Regions from separate parts of the Mus musculus genome. Here region 2 is linked to region 1. The links are chromatin contacts, called in public Micro-C maps. All regions are on one chromosome and are shown on one strand. Each heading gives the region's core, a stretch centred on a gene start, on an enhancer-like site or on the middle of the called end of the contact. The rest is flanking DNA. Distances are from core to core; before and after follow the strand shown.

Region 1 (7,440 bases), core at 670-3,169:
TTTGGAGGCCCTAACTAGAAAGTGTAAGCTGGGAGGACACCCTCCATCCCACCCCTGGTTTTGGCCTGAGGCTTCTTGTAGCCCCGTGTTTTTCATTGCCATTCAGTGTCTCACCATCCCAGCTCCAGCTTGACTAATCTCTGGCCTTTGCCTGAAGTTAAAAACATCAAAGCAAGAGCTTGAGCAATCATGCAGCCAGTAGGTAAAGTGCTTGCTACACAAACATACAAGGCTACAGTTAGATTGTTATCCCCTAAGGCAAGAACTGGCTATGCTCCTGTGTAGCTGTCATCCCACTGCTCTGAACATGGAGCCAGGTTCATTGGCCAACTAGTCTAGAGATTTGGTGAGTTCCAAGTTCTGTGTGAAGCCCTGTCTCAAATAAAATAGAAGTGCTGAAAAGATGACTCAGCAGTTCAAAGCCTTTGTAGCTCTTACAGAAGACCAGGGTTCAGTTCCAGCACCCACATGGTGGCTCACAATCATTCGTAACTCCAGTTCCAGGAGGTCTGATGCATTCTTCCCTCTGAACTCCTTAGGTACCAAGTGTGCATGTGTAGGAAAACAATACTCATAAAGATACAATAATCAAATCTTCAAACAATGTAAGGTAGTAAGAGATGTGGGGGCAGTTTCTATAGGTTGACCTCCGGTTTCTATACACAATATGCACATTCATGCACACCACACCCATAGATGCACAGAAAAGCACTTTTAAAAAAAAAAAATCAAACCAAACATTTTTCTCTTCCGTTAAGTTCAAGTCTTAAAATAGCTGGTTTGCTGGCCTTTCTCACATGCTTAAGCAGAAGACATCTAAGGTCAAACCTAGCTGTGCTTCAGGGTCTTCCGTGGTGTTAATAATTCCCAGTGTTAAAGCAGCCTACACACATGCAGGAATGCCAGCCACACTCAGAGAAACACGGCACTGACCTTTGAGCTTGATGTACATATTTGTTGTTTGTCCCAGTTTTGTACCATGTGAGTCTTTGGTCATTCCTGAGATAGAAGATTGAATTCAGAGCCCAAGGAAAGCTGCTACAGTGGGCATTCTTCTTTTAACTACTGATGTCAGTCTTCTAGGAAGCCCTTCTCATTCGGTGCCACTTGAGTGTGTGTGTGTGTGTGTGTCTGTCTGTCTGTCTGTCTGTCTGTCTGCCTGTCTACCTGTCTGTCTGCCTGTCTACCTGTCTGTATTTGTGTTGTGGTGCATACATGGATAATAGAATGTGTCCTATGATAATCAATTCTCTGTCTACCATGTGAATACTGGGAATCAAATCTAGTTCCTCAGAATTGAGGGCAAGCCCCACAAATGTGTTTTTTAAAAAGATAAATAAGGAAAATAGGTAGAAGAAGAAGGGGGGGGGGGGTGAAAAGAAAGGGAGGGAGAGGGATAGAGAGAAGAAAAAATGAAAAAGTAAAAGGGTGGTATGGTATCTCATTTAGCACGATATTCCTGCTCTTGACTGTCTGATGGTAAAATTAGAACCAGCAAATTATTTAGTTATTTTATATGGAATCCTCAAATTGTTAGGCAGCTTTCAAGCAGTCAGTAAATCTTAACAAAGAAATCCATGTGCATTTTACAGAACCCAGACCCCCACTGCCACAGGAACTTGGGATGGCCCAGAATGTCATTACTCTCTCAGCCTCTTTTGTGTGGTGGGAAGGGGCAGTGGTTTGGGGAGAGGTTCAGAGAGGGGCATTTGGGTAAAACAATTCAAAGGCTTCAAAGGGGTCATGCCTCACTTTCTCATCGCACTGGCCACCCTGAGGGTTCACTCTGCTCCTCCATCATTGCCTATTGGTTCTGATGATTTTGTCTATTCTCTTCGTGCATCAAGTAGGAAACCAGGATGAGTTGCTACCCTGAGGAGAATGGGCAATTGGGAAGCACATTTGAATGACAAAACAGAATTTCTCTGACAGGGAGTTGGGGGTGGGGAAAGTAGCAGCAGTGGGTGTGGCTTCCAATTCTGACCAGGAAACTACAGAAAAGAATTTTCACTCTTACCTCATTTAAGCTAATTCCTCCCGAGTCCTAAATCCCATGGCCTGGTGAACTCATTGTTAAAGCCTGAAACAAACTGAGTCAGGGAAATCACACACAGCTATCATCCTGCAAGAGCTGCTTCAAAGCTCTGCTGATATACAGATCGAAAGAGTCTGGAAAGCAAATTAATTATATTCAAAAGGAATTTAAAAGAGGCTAATCAGCATAGAAGAGACAGAGATGGGGAGCTGTTTACAGATGTGCCTGGATGCAAGAAAATCAATGTTGGCTTGATGTGGGAGAAGTGGGGCTCCTCTTCCCCCGCTAATTAGAACAGGCTTATCTGTACATTTACTTATTCATAAAGCTTGCTTCTACAGAACTGATGTTTCTCTAATAGGACAGGAAGGCTGCTCATCTGTGGATGTGGGTCAACCCTGTGACGGAGTGACCCAGATTCCTGCAGACACCATAAGAGTAGGAGGGGGAGGGACGGAGGAAGGGAGGGAGGGAGGGAGGGAGGGAGAGAGAGAGAGAGAGAGAGAGAGAGAGAGAGAGAGAGAGAGAGAGAGAGAGAGAGAGGGAGAGAGAGAGAGAGAGAGACTACAAAGATGTGTGAATTGCAGGTAGCTCTAGCATCAGAGCATGCCCAGCCCCTGTTCCATTTGGGACAGCAGCTGCACATGAACCTGAGTGTCTCCACCTAGAAATCTTAAGATCCCTCCACCCTATGAACCTGGATGGACTACCAGCTCTTTCTGTGTATTCTCAGTTACCTCCTAAAGTCAGATCTATCTTACCTTTCAATTAAAGTGAGTGTTTATCATGTGAGTCTCTGCTTGCCCTAGCCCTAGTGGACGAGGAGGTGGGTGACCAGGAGTGCCCTTAGGTGGTCAGTTTGGAACTGGATTCTGCCTGCCCTTTAGACAGTCATCTTAGCATTTTGTTATCTCTCAGCACATTAGCACATTTTCTCTATCATGTGACTGTTTTCAAGTGCTAGTCAGCCAGTGTTTTCTCTATCATAACAATGTAACAAAGATTGCATATTCATTGCAGAAAAAAAAAAACCAAAAAGATTAAGAAGCAAAATAGAATGAATAATAAAATTAACAGCTCAGAGAAGCAAATGTTTGTCTTTCCACCAGTCAGAAGAAACTATTCTTAGTGTTTGAGGCAATGAACAAGAGACAGCTTCTACCTGATTTATTACACAGCTCTTCTGCTGCTGGCCTGCAGCACTGGAACAGGCTCAATGTGGCCCGCATCTGTTTCCTCCTCTGCAAAATGGAGATGGTCACCTGTGGAAAATACCTTGGTACATATAAAAGACCTTGGATAGGATGAGTGTCCCACTGATTTTGTTGGAGAAGACATTAAATGAGCTCTTGGATGGAATGTTTCCCATGTGGCATTATGCCATCTGGGGGTCTGCTCCCAGTTCAATGCTGACAGCGTTCCTCAGAATCTGATGGAAACAGCTTGGGCCAGAGCTTGGGCAGTGTGTTCTGGGTAAACATTAGTTAACATGTTGTCTCTCTTCTTCTTAGTGGTCCATGTTCTTAGAGAAATTATGCAGCCAATAGCGAGTTATGGAGCTCCGTCCTTATTTTAAACAAGGTACAAGGACATGGGTCTTCATCTGAACCGCTTGTTCGCATTTTGAGATTTTGCCAACCCTTATAAGCACTTAAAAACTTACAAAAAGGGGAAAGCAAATTAGCACTGACTATAGCTTTTGATGTTTTTGCTCCAAGCTGATAAAGTAATGAAATTCTAAACTTTTATTTCAGCATGGTTTTGAGAAAATACTACAATTTTTTATCTGCTATTTTCCTGAGTGTGGGAAATGAAATTCTTTCAGAAATTTGTCTTCATCTTGTGACTGCCTCTATTTGGTCCTGTCCACTCCTCCCCCATCCCCTTCTCCCATTTACTTGGTTGGAATCATTTTTATCATATTCTCTATAGAAATGCCTCTTAATGTTGCTCATTTGTTTTAGTATGCACAGTGCCTCAGGTAAAGTTATCTCTGGAGGAGAAATGGCAGAGGACAGTGTACAGGAGGATGAAGACATAGCTATAATTTGTTTCTTAGTTTTCCAGTTATATATTTCTTCAAGATAAGGGATTCGTTATATGTTTTGATGACATTTACTTATGACTGTTTACAGTATGGCACATATAAGGGAGTTTCCTGGAAGAAGAATAAAGGGTTGTTCATCTACAGACCAACTGACAAACCTTGTAATTCCTGAGAAAGACAGTCTTTCAAACAAATAAATTCAAGGCAGTGAGGAAAATAACATTAAAAAGGACACAGGGATCAAAGCATGGCTGCCGGGGGAGAGAACAGTCAGGGCGGTCTTTGCACCTCCACAGTCTGGGCGGTCTTTGCACCTCCACAGTCTGGGCGGTCTTTGCACCTCCACAGTCTGAGCGGTCTTTGCACCTCCATACCAGGTTTCTCCTTGTGAAGGTCATGACCCTTTCCCTGGATTAACATTCAGTGACTTCCCTGAGGTCTCTGCTTCCCTCTGTCACTTTCTTTGATGTGAATCTCATTTACACTTTCTACCAGGACATCTTTGGGAAAAGATCTCTGTTTGCCCAGCTCTCCCCCATGCCTTACACAGCAAGCACCATTGTATGTGAGCACTGATATGTTCAACAGCACTATAATGCTGCTGTTTTTGTAGCCTCTGAATTACAACTCAAGAAACTAAAACTAGGAGTTTCCATGTCACTAAAACATCTTCATGCATTTTTGGGATGCTTTAACAAAGTGTACTAGATTGCTAGCTTAAACATCTGAAAGTTATTTCTCATAGGTATCTGGGAAGGCTGATCAGGATCCAACACAGAAAAGTCCTGGTGTGGGTGCATTTCCTGACATATGGACTTCTCTTCTTTCCATGTCTTTCTTCATGAGGGAAACTGAAGGCAGAACTCTTTTAGTCCGGTGCTAGGGATGGCATATGATGAGAGTTGTTCCTCATTGGGATGAAGTTAGGGGACAGGACTAACCTGGATCAGGAGGAATCTACAGGAATGGGCCTATACCCTTCCAGAGGGAAGAAAGGAATTCCCAATTTCATATCATTGGGTTATTTGCTGCAGAGCTGGGCTCATGTTGCTTGTGGTGCCTTATTCTCTTACCATGAGTCCCTTACCAGACTTATCAGTCTGATGAATGCCTGATCAGAGCAGAAGCTAAGAATCATAGACTCTTGCCCTTGACTTTTATAATATGCTTCTATCTCCTATAATTATGCACAATCAGACATTGTATTGTAGCTACAGGATCTGGACTAAGACAGGCCTCAACCTCATTCATGAGTGGTCCATCTACATTGTTTATTTACATACTAAAAAAAATCTCACCCCTTAATACCATCATGCTAGGAATGCAAGTTTCTGTATATGAATTTTAGGTAGTCTCAGTTCAGCACAGAAAGTCATACAGTTCACTGAGAGCAAAAGCCAACTCCACATTTTCTGACTAAATGTTCATTGAGCCCATTTCTTCATTAGCTATGACTCCCATATTGGGAGACAGGCATTGTGTGATTGTGCTTTGTAAAATATGGACTCCTACTCTGGACTTGGAATTTTTAATACTTGAATTTAGGAAGGAAATTTGGGAGAACACTGAGCACTGCTGAAATTGTGAGGAAGAAATTTAAGGAAAGTAAAAAATCTAGCAGAATTGTTGTATTGTTCATTTATGTAGTGAATACATGAGGGGTTATCACAAAAAGACAATCTAGAAAGTCAAGTGCAGTTCTGAGGTCTATTGGTCAGGATGAGAGGAAAATGGAGTTCTTGAGGACTGTTCACTTCAGACATTATTATGGATCAATAGTGATGGAAGATTAAACTTCTCTGACTACACATCCTCCTATGAGTTGGCAGAGTGCCCTTGATTAGTCCCAGAAACAACAGTAGAAATATAATATTTTAAAAACAAAAAGCAAACTTCTCAGTTCTGGATTGCACAGAGAATGCCCTGGTGTGGCAGTAAGGATCCAGAGATTTCAGTAAGCCCTAGAGTCTCCTGCAGCTACCATCACTTCCTGGACCCGCGATTAGGAACATTCTTGGGCACCTGGGTTTTTCTATAGGTAATGTAATATGATGGCTTCTAATCTCTGCCTTAAATTGGGTTTAACACTCACAGACAGGTCTGTGTAATGTTTACAGCTTCACTGGGCAAGTTATTTGTAGTGATGCTCTACAAATGGGAAAATACTATAAAAACTAGAAGTAGTGTTGGAGAAAGAAGGTTTACATGCACAGGCAATTGAAGAAAAACAGATACAAGTAACAAGAGACTGATTCCTTTAGGAGGCATAAGCCCCAAAGCCAAGTGTGTGGTATCTCCCAGGAGCCATCACTTCCTGAGTACTCTAGATGTGAGGTGTTCTCACTAAAGCACTTCAGAATCATTTGTTCCCCAGGTAGTAGGCAGAAATGAAGACAATTACTTCCTCCTTCTACTTAGGATGAGACAGCCCTGGTGAGCTAATTGCTCATGGATAAGTGTCAGATGTGGTAGCTTAGCTTTTTCCATGTTTTTTTTTTTCCCCCTCTTAAATGGTGTGAGAGCAGAGCAATTCACATTTTAGGAGAGTAAGCTTTAAGCTTCCTTTCTACACTGTGTCATCTTTAGCTAGTGGTCTTCACAGGACCTTCTGAGAGTCAGAGGAATTACAGGAAGAGAATAAAACAAGCAGGAGACAGGAGGCATGCTGGGGCAAAGCGAGGAAAGCAAAGCAGGGGGGAGAGAGAGAGAACCAGTCTTTTACATAGAAAGAAAGAAAGAAAGAAAGAAAGAAAGAAAGAAAGAAAGAAAGAAAGAAAGAACGAAAGAAAGAAAGAAAGAAAGAAAGAAAGAGAAAGAGAGAGAAGGGAGGGAGGGAGGAAGGAAGGAAGGAAGGAAGGAAGGAAGAAGGAAGGAAGGAAGGAAGGAAGGAAGGAAGGAAGGAAGGAAGGAAGGAGAAAAGAAAAGAAAAGAAAAAAGAAAAGAAAAGAAAAGAAAAAAGAAAAGGAAACTTCCAAAATACGCTTTTGAAGTCCACATCAAAATGACAGTTTTAAAAGCAAAGTTTTTGATCTTTAAGAGCTAAGTTTTGTTGGGCAAAGAAAGACTATTGAAAAAAATACAGGAAAAAAGGAAAGTTTCTAAAAGATCTAGGAATACAGTTTATGCTGTGATGGATTAAAAAGAGCCAGAAAGACGACTAAAAGCTCTCCTACATCTCTCAGGTCTCTCTAGTGAGTAATGTAGGTCTGAGCTAAGAATGCATTTTCAGACCACAACATTGAGCAAAGCCAGGTGTGAAGAATGTGCCCATGCATGTCTGAGGGCCCAGCACAACACTGTCATCGCAGTCTTTTTGGTGAGCATCCTAAATTACTTGTATCAAAGAGGTACTGTGTTA
Region 2 (6,674 bases), core at 494-2,993, 150 kb before region 1:
AGGAATACACCATACCAGGAGCATATTTATATGGCAATAAATTTTTAATGCCCTAAGAAAGTGTTTGAATAAAAATAAAATCAGAATAGAATTATGCAAAGGACATAATTGGAGAGCAGGTAACTTTTCTTCTGGCCTTTCTGACTGTGAAGCCCTGGACAGCATCATGCTTCTGTCCTGGAATTAGTTGATGTATGGCTAGCTGTCAGTATTCCTTAGTATTTCCATTAAATGCTCAAGGCAAGCAAGCGGAGCATGCAGAGTGCTTTATGGGGCAGTCAAGGCAGTGCAGAGGCTGCAGAAGGCTTTCAAGGGGGAACCGCCCACCTACTGAAAGTGGAGGGCTTTTCAGATCCTTAAGGCCCCAGGCTTGGGAGAGGAAGACCAAAAAGGCAAATTCTAGTAACTCTTCAAAGGGTGTGACTGAGCACAGAGACTTTAAGGAGAGACAGACTCTGCTCCTGGAAGGGAAATTCAGGAATCAAGAAAAGGAGCAAATTTATCTCTACAGCATGTCTGCGGAAGCATCTCTCTTGGAGTTACTGCTCGGTCCCAGAGTTCCAGAGAAGCTGCCTGGGAGTGGGCACCCTAGGAACCCCCTGGGGTGAAAGCCTGCTTTAGACAGACGTGATTTGCTGTGCAGCAGTGGGGGTTGGGTGGAGGCTGGCGCTGGCCCAGGTTTACCGGGGCTGGCCGTTAGTTAGGAATGTTTCAGAGCTCACAGGCAAGGAACATAGGCTGAAGTGTAGCTCTACTGAAGCAGTGTGGGTGGGGTGGGGTGGGGTGGGGTGCCATGAATCCTCAGACTTGTGAGGATGATCCAGAAGTAAAAGGACCTAGAGGGCACACCGGTTGGTATTGCTAATCACCTGGCTCCCCTGAGACTGTTCACTCATTCCTGTTCTGAATGTCTTCACATCCCACCGTGTTTCAGACTGGGTGGGGGTGATGAGTCATGTTACTTTTTAGTCTGATTCTCTCCCACACAAAGGTGATCCCAGTGATCTGAAAATGCGTGGGAAAGAAATGCGAGTCCCGGGTGGGCAGCAGGAGGTACAGCGTTTGATAGCCGTGCCCACTGTGCTTCAAAGTAGCCTGAGGAGCTTGGGTAAAACCATGTTGGTCTCATTGTGCCTCGGTTTCCTCATCTGGTCCAGAGAAGTCTAGTGTATTCTAGGCAGCAGGCTGAAGAGCAGAGCAGAGCAGAGCAGAGCAGAGCAGAGCAGAGCAGAGCAGAGCAGAGCAGAGCAGAGCAGAGACGATTGAGTGTGGTGTGTGCGCGCTCTCTGAAAACGTCAGTCTGACTTTGGTGCGTTCTTCCAGCCACGCTAGAAGTGGAGGATGCCTAGGCTCTAAAATTAGTCCAGCTTCCAGGCGAGGCGCCCTTAGCGTCCTCCTGCTGACCGCCGGGTCTCCCTGCCCCCCTTTCCCTCCCCTTCTCTTCGTGTGGCGCTCGGAGATCTCTGGTCATCCCCCACCCCCATCCCCCGGAGGACGCGGCTCTGCGGGAGGGAGGAGAATACAGCGAAGCTAGGGGTTTGGCAGTGCGGCGGCGGCCGCCGCGAAGAAGAACCCGGTACCTCTCCACCGCCAGCAGTAGCGGTGCAAGCTGACTAGAGCAGACGCGAGAACCGCTCCCCCCGGCAGGCTGCGCTGTGATCTGGGCTGCGCGTTGGGACCTCGCTCCCGGGTTCCCCACCCCTCCCGCCGCCATCCTCCTCCGACTCCCCTCCTCCGCCGCCAACCCGCAGCAGTGGCGGCGTCCTGAGCGCCTAGCGCCTCCGCTCGCCGCCCTAGCCTCAGCCGGGAGCACGCGGCGAGCACTGCGGCGGAGGCGGCGGGGTGGCCAGCTCGCCCCTAGACTTGAAAGGAAGACCACGGAGGACTCGTCGGGTGCAGGGGCGCATCGCTGACCAAGGCAAGGGTGCGTGAGGATTTTTAGCATGCTTATTTGGGTGCATGGTGCACTGGCTGGGGTGCACCTTTCTCAGAACAGCCTCAGCAACCTGGTTACAGAGAGGCTGTGATGGGTGCTCCGGAAAGCTAAAGCTCTCAGAGAGAGTGGGGGGAAACTTTTCACCTTGTAAAGTTCCTGCCTGGGCGCTGCCTGGAGCTGTGGTCATTACCGCTACCAGCTGGAACCCAGGGAGACAGCCCTGCGGCAGGAGCCAGGAAATGGCACCGGAGTTGGTTAAGTTTAGGGCTAGCAATAAGAGGAGGGCGATCTTTCGGGTCTGTACATGCAGCTCTGGGTCCTCACTGAGCTTTGGCCGTTGGCTGCAGGTGGATGATATCAGGCGGCGATTCCGCTGGGTAGCTGGCGCTTGCAGCACTCAGTAGGAAGAGGGGCAGATGCCGATGGATGCACTTGCAGGACCCAGAGGCGCAAGTTGGGTGCATGCTAGAGGAGGCTATGAGCGGAGCAAAGAGCCCAGCCTCCACTTCCACGGTGCAGGAAGGGTAGCCTAGAATGTTCGCCTGCCCCTGCATACTATGTCTGAGTCTTGGGTTGTGAAAGGTTCTAAATGACAGCCGACTTTGAACTGGTGCGACAGTTTAGCCGAGAAGCCAGGAAAGGATTTCTGTTGTTTTGACGGGAGATGGACCCGACTGCTTTGGGAGAACGCATGATTTTTGGCGGGCGTCAGAACTGACCGTGCTATTTGAAAAGAGAATAGCGGTAGTCTGATCATCCCAGGGATGCCGAACAGCCCTTGCGGCTCCTCGTGGGCACGTTGAGGGCGCACTGTTCGCCGCCCCGAGTTCTTTCCGGAAGGTGTGGAAAAGAAACCATTGGCTCACCGGAGTGCAGTTGGGGATCTTAGGGAGCTGGCTGGGGGTGACAGAGGTGGACTGGACAGATTTCGCGTGGCGCTTGGTGAGCGAGAGGACTTGACCAGCTGGGGTCGCTGAGCTAAAATGCATCGGGCCGGGCTGGAGAAAGGTGGCGAGCCCGGGTCTTTTTGGCAGTATAATGCGGTCACTGTTTCTCCCCCAGCAGACTCTTGTCTCGTGTGTTTTCGGAAGTGTTTAAACATTGTCCAAGATTAGACTTTGCGGAAAGCAACTTTTGTTGCTGTCCTCTGCCCGGCTCTTGGGAGCTGTGGTGCGCTCGGAGAGAGGGTGAGATGCAGAGGGCCGGGTGTTGCCGGACGCTCTAAAGGCACAGCTCTTGGCTCTTGCTACCAGAGGAAAGGGGGCGCTCCTAGATGTGCATGCTGGTGATAGCACCCACCTTGAGGTACAATAACGAGCAAGCTCGGCAATGAGAGTACCCATAAATGAACGTGAAGGTAGACTACACAGGCAGTGAAGATGCGGAGGTGGCTGGGAGTCTCCCAGAAGCAAGAAGCTATGGAATGTGGAACCGAGGGCAGCCAATGGCTCTAGTCTCCCTGAAGGAGACCCACTTCGCCGCCGCTTGCTCTCGGGTCCTGGATCTTGGTGGGGGTATTCCAGAATCCTAGGCACAGAGGCTGGAGTGAGGGACACTGGGCTAGGCTGAGGGTGGGAGAATCCTTTCTCTGCCTTCGCCTCTTCCCCGCCCCCAGACTTTGGCGCGTTTACTTCCAAGTTGGATCCCACTTCCATTTACAAGTGTCAGACAAACCGCGCCAAGCACCCGCTCAGCCAGATGGGGGAGGGCGCGGGGCGGGAGCTGTGAGCCCACCGGGGTCGGCTCCGGAACGGCTCTCCGGAGTGCTTTCCTAGCTTTTAGGCCTTGATGTTTAAAAGGTATATAAAAGAAAACTGCAAAGCCCATAGCACTCGTGTACACTCGCGTACCAGCCTTTTATCCTCCTTCCATCGACACATTCATTTTCTGGCCCCACGCTTGCATTTTCAAAAGCGAGTTTGGGCAATGGGGGGAGGGGCGAGAAGCTGGCCGCCAGTCCACCTCTGTGGCTTTGAGCTCTGGGCTTTGTTGCCAGGATTTGATTGCGCCCGGGCCGAGTTTAAAAAAAAAAAAAAATGTAGAAAGACAAAACAGGCCAGACACACTGCAGGCGAAGCTGCCTTGATTCGGGCCATGGAAAGGGAGAACTGCCATCCAGGAATTGAGGACCCAGAGGCCGGCATCCCAGAGAGCATAGGCTCTCTCGCTGCTGCAAGAGCCCAACTCTGGGTTACCCGATGCTTGAGTGGGGGCGGGGATGGGAAGTGGGGGAGGAAGTTCAGTCTGATGTGGAGATTGAATCTCATCAGAAAGAAAGGGAGGAGATGGGAGAAAGGGAGAAAGAAGGAGAAGACATAGAGAAATAAAAATGATAAGCGATCTTAAAATGTGCCGATCATCGACGGCTTCTTCTCCACACCGAGCCTCTTCCCTTTTTTTTTTTCATTATTATTAAAAATTGAACAATTGCACATGGAGAATTAAAGAGTAAATTTAAAAGGCATGCAAGGTAAACAGGGCACCAAAAGACAAAGAGTTTCTTAAATGTATAATAACTTCTCCTCGATATGACTTTAATGTAGTAGGGTTGGTGTGTGTGATGAGTTCAATTGTCTTTTTTTTTTTTTTTTTTTTTTTTTCCTTAGCATTGGATAGGGAGTCAAGTTGCTTTCGAGAAATAAAGCAAATAATTAAAACCAGTTAGATCAGGAGTCCCCATTGTTGTCTCTGGAATTTGGACAATGAATGGTGTTGGAATGTGTTTCTATGCCCTGTGCAACCGGGGGGAGAAAGTTCCCAGGACTGTCCATGTTATAACGTCTTCATATCTGAGCCACACAAAACTCCACGTGAGAGACAGCTGGCTGAGAGATCAGAGATTGCTAAGCTGCTGAGCTGGCTCCAGCTCTCCTCACTGCAGGCTTTTCACAGCCAGTGTTTGTTGACCAGTGACTGGCTTTCCAGCCTTGTCTCCATCAGCTCTCTGCCTCTCTCAATTTTTATTTATTCTGGTTTCTGGCAGAGACATTTTGGGAATTTTTAGGTAGTCAGGATCCAGTCAGTCTGTTAAGTAGCAATTATATTTGTGCTGAGCTACTAAGGAATAAAACGAGTAGCAACAAACGGGGGATGTGAGTGGGGTGCCCACTGACCTGTGTGTTGTGTGGGTATTTTGCTAACTCACAGCTGTTTGTAAAGCAAGGATTCTTACTGCTCACATACGAACAGTTGAAGGTCTGTTAATCATACCTGCATACTTCCCATGCTGGGGGAAGGAACTGCTCTTAATCTAGAAAGTGAGTTATGTCAAATAGAAAGAAATAGGCAACCACCATTCCAGAGGATTATTCAATCATAACCCACAAATTACTGACCAACAACCTGCTATCCTCTTTTCTTGGAGTTAGGACGGGTGTTTCTCTGTGCCTTGGATTTGTCCAGGCCAGTGATGGAAAGAGGGGAAGCATACTAGTGGGGATGTCTGGTGTTTCCCTCGGTGTTACCTCCAGTGTTGTCCTGCTGCAAGAACATTGAGTAGAATTCATCTCCTGGGCTCAGGCAGGGCTGCTCCTTTATATTAAGTTTTCTCATTGCAAAAGTGGTATTGGTGAACCCTGTCTTTGCTGACTGAAGAGACACTAGGATTGGAAAGAGAACGTAAAATAAAGGTACCTTCAGATGTGCGTAGTCCCAGCACTCAGGCTATGGTGGCAAGATCAGAAACTGAAGATTACTCTAGAGTCCAAAGTAAGTTACAGGATACTCGTCCAGCCTGACACACATAAAACCCAACCTGATCTCAAAAAGTGGGGAACTAATAAACTCCAGGGGAAAGATGAGTTTTCTGACCAGTGTCTCCTTTCAGAAGTCTACAGATGTTCATATGCTTATCAACACTGAAGGGAGGAACATGGATAGCTCAGTTGCTTACTAAGAAAATGTCTAAAATTTTATCTGCCTGCAATTTATTCCTTTTCCTTCCTTTTTCCCCCTTACTGTTGATTATCCATTTCTCCAAATTGTGAGAGCTGAGGACATGAAGACCCACAATGTGACACTCTTCTTGGACAGACTGGAGATGAAAACCTTTTCTTTGGGTGGACTCATTTGACTGCACTGATATTTCAAGCCCAGCAATTTCTCTGAGTATCTTCTCATCTTATAAGTTTTCTCCCCACTGACTCCTTTCTCTGTTCTTCAAGAATAACTTTAGAGAAGTTGGTTCTTAAAAACACTCATCGTAATACCACAGATTGAATCTACTGAGAAGACATTGAGAACTTGCTTGTGGGTTGAACTCTTCTGGTTTAGCTTTTGACTGTTAGGTACTCATAAAGTAACAAATGACTCATTAAGGCAATTATGTATTCAGGTGGAATTTCCAAGTCAATGTCAGTTGCAGCCTCTTCCACCATAGGAGCTCTCCCCACCCCCAACTCAGCTAGAAGGGCAGACATTTGAGAATGGATTCCTCATGTGATTCTGGGAAACAGAGGAAATGAAGAATTGACCTTAGAACACATTAGTCAATCTCATGAGCAAAGTGTTGTCTCCCTGTCAGTGTGACTAGGTTGTTATACAGTGATACAGAAATCTTGGAAGATTTCTGGAGAGGACCAAGGATAGTCTTCTCTCAGACACTCCCTCCTGGAGATGATGCGTTCTTGGGCACAAAGGTTATACAAGGGACATGGGTAGGTCTTAAGACTGATTTTGGTGTCTCAAATTATGCAAAGCTATGAAGACTCTAAGGCCATTAGCCTTTTCCTTCCTTTTT

What was found. A called contact is a pair of places that touch in the nucleus more often than the background predicts.
Region 2: a contact with region 1 is called in a Micro-C map of embryonic stem cells, with 3 times the contacts expected there. The contact joins the promoter of Fat3 here to the enhancer-like site in region 1. A contact is called at or near these places in 5 of 484 Hi-C or Micro-C datasets (cerebellar granule neurons and embryonic stem cells) and 11 of 115 datasets of contacts at active chromatin or transcription factors (differentiating embryonic stem cells, embryonic basal ganglia, embryonic forebrain and 8 more).

The regions. Positions count from the first base shown.
Region 1 is chr9:16,347,905-16,355,344 of GRCm38.p6, reverse strand. All of the region lies in intron 2 of Fat3 (FAT atypical cadherin 3), which reads left to right. Among named protein-coding and RNA genes, the nearest start is that of Fat3, 150 kb to the left of the region's middle. Within about 2 kb of position 1,919, at least 27 of the 459 cell types and tissues checked have an H3K27ac peak or open chromatin away from gene starts, as enhancers often do. A contact at or near this core is called in embryonic basal ganglia, embryonic forebrain, embryonic stem cells and 2 more, where this site is marked.
Region 2 is chr9:16,497,123-16,503,796 of GRCm38.p6, reverse strand. Fat3 (FAT atypical cadherin 3) reads left to right here and starts at 1,743. Exons shown (of 26, transcript NM_001080814.2): 1 at 1,743-1,924.